2 separate regions of the Macaca mulatta genome follow, and region 1 is linked to region 2. Evidence: chromatin contacts called from public Hi-C data. All regions are on one chromosome and are shown on one strand. The core of a region is the stretch at or near the end of the contact, and the rest is flanking DNA. Distances in the headings are between cores, read along the strand shown. Region 1 holds the start of KHK (ketohexokinase). Region 2 holds the start of SLC5A6 (solute carrier family 5 member 6).

What was found. Hi-C and Micro-C count contacts between places; a contact is called where the count stands out from the background.
Region 1: a Hi-C map of liver shows a contact between it and region 2, with 2.4 times the contacts expected there. The contact joins the promoter of KHK here to the promoter of SLC5A6 in region 2. A contact is called at or near these places in 2 of 14 Hi-C or Micro-C datasets (fetal cortex germinal zone and liver).

What each region holds. Positions count from the first base shown.
Region 1 is chr13:97,913,131-97,915,830 of T2T-MMU8v2.0, reverse strand. It overlaps KHK (ketohexokinase), which reads left to right and starts at 1,357. Exons shown (of 8, transcript XM_077959977.1): 1 at 1,357-2,020. The coding sequence starts at 1,929. EMILIN1 (elastin microfibril interfacer 1) reads left to right here. Exons shown (of 8, transcript NM_001260908.1): 8 at 352-1,048. The coding sequence ends at 689.
Region 2 is chr13:97,775,944-97,778,715 of T2T-MMU8v2.0, reverse strand. It overlaps SLC5A6 (solute carrier family 5 member 6), which reads right to left and starts at 1,380. Exons shown (of 16, transcript NM_001266259.2): 1 at 1,313-1,380. ATRAID (all-trans retinoic acid induced differentiation factor) reads left to right here and starts at 1,928. Exons shown (of 7, transcript NM_001193926.2): 1 at 1,928-2,338. The coding sequence starts at 2,075.

The DNA.
Region 1 (2,700 bases), core at 108-2,607, 140 kb before region 2:
GGGTAAGGTGTGCAGTGTTATCTTCCCATTCTTGCCTCTTCCGACAGTGTGAATCTTTTCATTCTCTGATTTGGGGAGACCTCGGCTCTTTCTTCATTTATTCATTCTCAGCCAGTGGGGAGAAGTAGTAGTCATTCATTCATTCATTCATTCAGCAGATCTCTACTGGGGTCTGCTCCTGCCCAGGCACTGTTTTAAGGGCTGGGGATGCATAGTGAACAAAGCCCCAAGTTCCCTGCTGCTTGCATTCCAGTGAGGGGAAAAGACCCAGCGGGTCCCTCCAGAGTCCAGGAGTTCTGGTGCGCTCCCCGGAGCTTCCCTGGCCCCCCTGACTGCTATCCTTGTTCCCAGGCGTGTTCACAGCGCCACTGGCCGGACGCTACTTGCTGAGCGCGGTGCTGACTGGGCACCGGCACGAGAAAGTGGAGGCCGTGCTGTCCCGCTCCAACCAGGGCGTGGCCCGCGTAGACTCCGGCGGCTACGAGCCCGAGGGCCTGGAGAATAAGCCGGTGGCCGAGAGCCAGCCCAGCCCGGGCACCCTGGGCGTCTTCAGCCTCATCCTGCCGCTGCAGGCCGGGGACACGGTCTGCGTCGACTTGGTCATGGGGCAGCTGGCGCACTCGGAGGAGCCGCTCACCATCTTCAGCGGGGCCCTGCTCTATGGGGACCCAGAGCTTGAACACGCGTAGACTGGGGTCCCGCCCGACGTGTCTACGCCGGCTGAAGAGACAGCGGGGGCGGCAGGCTCCCGGGGTCCCGCCTGGGACGCAGCACCCAGCCCTGGGCGAGCGCCGCACCCGGGCCCGCAGCGGCACCGCGCCCAGAGGGGCCTCTCCCCAGGCCCGGGGCGCGCCGGCTCAGGGAGGCCCGGGGCCGCCCATGGAGACTTTTGGCCTGGCGCGATACCTCCGGAACCCCTCCAGGGCCGGCCTGCGGAAGAGCCGATCCTCGCACCCTCCGCTCCCTCCAGTGGCCCTCCAGGCAGAGTCCCTGGGGCTCCAGGCTCCCCCGCGCGGGCGCCGCCCACCGCCGTACTAAACGATCCAGGAATAAAGACACTTGGTTTTTCTAAAAAAAACTAAACGAACCGTTCTGCTCCGGTACGGGGTCGGGGGCTGCCAGGCGTGCACAGGGCACGGGGCGGGAGAGACCGTGGCCTCCGGAGGGAACCCCGGGTACCGCACTGCGCTCGCCGCCTCCGCCCGGCTCGGGGCTGCTGGCGGTTGGCTCAGGCAGCAAGCGGCGCCTGCCCCGCTTCTGCGACATCTCCCTAGCGTCCCGCCCATTTCGCCGGCGTCCGCCAGGGGGCGCTCGGCGTTCCCGCCACGTGAGGCTGCCGCCCACCCGGCGGGTCCCGCTGCTCCGCGGCGGAGGCGTGGCCTCGGCTGGGACTAACCCGGGCGGGGCCGGGCAGCCGCGACCACGGTCTTCAGGCAGGGCTGCAGATGCAGGCCCAGCTCTACCTCGCGGGCCCAGGGTCGGGAGTCCGAGACGCAGGTGCAGCAGAGGGCGGGGCACGTAGCGCATTTCCAGCGCATTTTCTCTTTGCATTCTCGAGATCGCTTAGCCGCGCTTTAGAAAGGTTTGCATCAGCTCCGAGTCCATCTGACAAGCGAGGAAACTGAGGCTGAGAAGTGGGAGGCGTTGCCATCTGCAGGCCCAGGCAACCTGCTACGGGAAGACCGGGGGCCAAGACCTCCGGGTTGGCTTTCCCAGGCCAGCTTGGGTCTTCGGGTGTCGGGAGCAAAGGCCCAGCTCCTTTCGTTTCCTGCACCCCTCGCCGCTGCAGGTGGCTCCCTGGAGGAGGAGCTCCCACGCGGAGGAGGAGCCAGGGCAGCTGGGAGCGAGGACACCATCCTCCTGGATAACAGGCAGAGGCCGGGAGGAACCCGTCAGTCGGGCGGGCAGGAAGCTCTGGGATCAGCCTCATGGAAGAGAAGCAGATCCTGTGCGTGGGGCTAGTGGTGCTGGACGTCATCAGCCTGGTGGACAAGTACCCTAAGGAGGACTCAGAGATAAGGTAGGGGCGCCCAGGTCCCCTAGGGGACCCCAGCGGCTGCTGCAGTCCAGCATTTGTGCCAGCGACCGAGGCTGCAGAGACCCCGCAGTGAGGCCCTGAGAGCCCAGCTTCAAGGCCGGACCGGCGCCCTCTACCCGGGAGTCCTGGGGGGGCTCCCAGTATGAGAGAAGAGAGGAAGGAATGAGGTCTTTAATAAGACGACCCAGGATTTAATAGCATTGTGTTAGCCAATTTCCATTTCAACTTAGGGACGGTGTCAGGCATCAGGATCCCCATTTTACTGATAAGCAAGTATAGATTCAGAGACGAAGGGGCTTATCCAGGGGCACACAGCTACCAAGGTGCAGGACCCGTTTCCTGCTTCTGCTGCTTCTTTTTAAACCCACTTGCCTCTCATCAACATTTACTTCTAACTTATTTATCACACATATCTCGCACCTATTCCTGAGAAAGATTTGAGGTAGTTTACAGTAAAAAGTATGTACAGTTACACTGTTGCAGAACATTTAAGACCGTGGTATTTGAGCTTTGACTATAGCTCAGAGCTTGCTGGTACTGGAGGCAAACATGAGATGTCATGGTTTATGTATGGATAGAACTGATTCATGAGCCCCAGCAAGCTTTTTCCTGGTGCTAAATTCCAAGAGGAGTTTACCAGAAGTCCTCTTCACAAAGGTCAG
Region 2 (2,772 bases), core at 131-2,630:
CTGATAAAATTCTATTTGCATGATGTATGGAGAATTCTCATGGATGGCCTGAGAGAGCCCCAGGGAAGACAGGAAAAACCTGACCTAGCAACAGACCAGAATCTGAGAACAGATCTATGGTTTTCTAAAAACTCTACATTGATCCAAACCTATGGACTTACATTTCTCCAGAAAGAGGGGGGCCAAGAGGAAGAGCTAGCTGTTGTTTCACTACAACTATAACACACTAAGGCACAAACAGCAGATTGTGGGAATGCCCCTTTTTTTTTGGAGACGGAGTCTCACTCTGTCACCCAGGCTGGAGTGCAGTGACACCATCTCGGCTCACTGCATACTCTTCATACTGAGTTCTTCAGTATGTTACTCTTCATACTGAGTTCAAGTGATTCTTCTGCCTCAGTCTCCTGAGTAGCTAGGACTACAGGCATGTGCTACCGCACCCAGCTAATTTTTTTTTTTTTTTTTTTGTATTTTTAGTAGAGACGGAACTTCACCATATTGGCCAGGCTGATCTCAAACTCCTGACCTCATGATCCGCCTGCCTCGGCCTCCCGAAGTGCTGGGATTACACGCGTGATGTGGGACCCCTTTTAAAAACCCGAACTCGGCCAGGCGCCGTGGCTCACACTTGTAATCCTAGCACTTTGGGAGGCAAGGCGGGCGGATCACGAGGTCAGGAGATCAAGACCATCCTGGCTAACACGGTGAAACCCCATCTCTACTAAAAATACAATTTAGCCGGGCGCGGTGGCGGGCACCTGTAATCCCAGCTACTCGGGAGGTTGAGGCAGGAGAATGGCGTGAACCCGGGACGCGGAGCTTGCAGTGAGCCAAGATCGTGCCCCTGCACTCCAGCCTGGGCGACAGAGTGAGACTCCTCCAAAAAAAAAAAAAAAAAAAACCTGAACTCACTTTGGTCACACACTGCAGTGGATCATACTGACTCCTACAAAACGCAATGAGACCACTGCAAGACTAACTGTTCCAAAAAGATTCCCTCAAAATCTATCCTGGAGCTTATAATTCCTCAAGGTGTGAAAGGCTTTAGGGGCCCTCAAAATGCTACTAGCTACTAACACCTTAGAAAACTTGCCAGTGAGCTAAACGTAAACCTTTCAGGAACTTCCAGGCAGACACCATGGAGGGAATGTGGAAGGGAAGCATGGGTCGGCTACTCGAGATGATCGCTTGGGTTGGCATTAAGGAGCTTTTTGGCTGGCCCTAACCAACACTGTCACTCCGGGAGCAGGGATCCCCTGGCGTCCTTCAGTCAGGGCGCTGGCCCACCCGGGGCAGCGACGCACTCCCTTACCTCCGTGGTTTAGTCCGGGCTAGGAAGATCCCTTTGTGCTTCCTGAGATCAACATCGCACCCTTTTCCTGGGAAGGCAAAGAAAATGAATTAGGGAAGCGTCTATCCCGCTCCTACCTCCTCGCCAGGCTCCGGGACGCTACGCGCTATCAGGATTGAGGTGAAGGGGACTACGTGCCCGGGGCGATCCAGGCTCCTGCCCTCCCGCCGGAGTCCGCGATTTGCCCTTCCCTCCTCCATCACCCTCACCCTCGTTCTTTCCTGGTTTCCCGCTTCCCTCTACGCGGCGGAGACCACCACCTTACCGCGCACACTTCGTATCTTCTCAGTCCCACGCCGGAGGCCGGCTCGCTCCGCCCCTCCCCGCCCCTCCCCGCCCCCTTGCCCCTTTGCCCCCGCCCCAGCTCAGACGCCGCTCCCTGGGGCCTCTCTGCACCGTCTCACGCTCTGCAGGCCCACCTGCCCGGTCTCCACACGTGGGTAGCCAGAGCCCGGCCGCTGCGCCCTGGCCGGGAACCCGCGGGGGCCCCGCCCCCTGCCCGCCCCCTGCCCGCCCCGCTCGCTGCGCCGCCATGTTTACTGAGGGCGGATGGAGGAACCCGAGTCTCTTCGAAGGCGCGACCTTGGCTTCCGGACGCGGGGAACACCCGGCTGAGGGAGCCTGCAGTCGGCTCTGGGAAGCCGCGCGGCGACAGGGGTCGCCTTCATTAAAGGGGAAAAGGAATAAGGGGTAGCCAGTGTCCCCGAAAGAGGGCTGGGGCGCATGAAGACCAGCGCAGAGTTCCGCGAGCAGGAGAAACCCCCAGCCAGCCCCAGGGCGAATGGACCGGGTCGCTTAGGCCACGCCCGGGGAAGAGGGCCTGACGCGCTGCGGGGCGGGGCCGCGGGGCCGGGTCGCGTGAGCACCGGAGAACTAAGGGAGCGGAAAATGGCGTCTCACGGCCCGGGTAGTCTTACGACTCTGGTGCGCTGGGCTGCCGCCCTGCTCCTCGCTCTGGGCGTGGAAAGGGCTCTGGCGCTACCCGAGGTACAGAAGCAAGTTTGAGGTCGGGCTGAAGCAGGGTCGCTCGCCAGCCGTGCGTCTCGCTCGCCCGCGGCTCCCCCTTCCCCTCGGCCGGCCTGCGGCTCTGATTTCGTCCCTGACCCTTTCCGACCCTGCCCAGCCGGGTCCTGTTCCCGAGTGCTCACGTCGTGCAGGCTTTCGGCGCCCCAGTCCTGCCAACTTCCAAAGATCTGTGAAACTTGATCTCGTCCCTTAATTTTTGAGTAACTTTTAAGTTATTTCTACAGACGGGTCCTCTGGCTCTTGTGAAAGCTCTCTACGCCCGAACACCATATATCGTGCAGTGGTAGGACTGTACTTTGTTTTGTAATGCTTGATGAGTTATTTACCTACCTCCGGTCCTTTTAAACCAGGCCAAACTGGGACTTGAGAAGTCTTTGCAGAGAGCATAATAAATA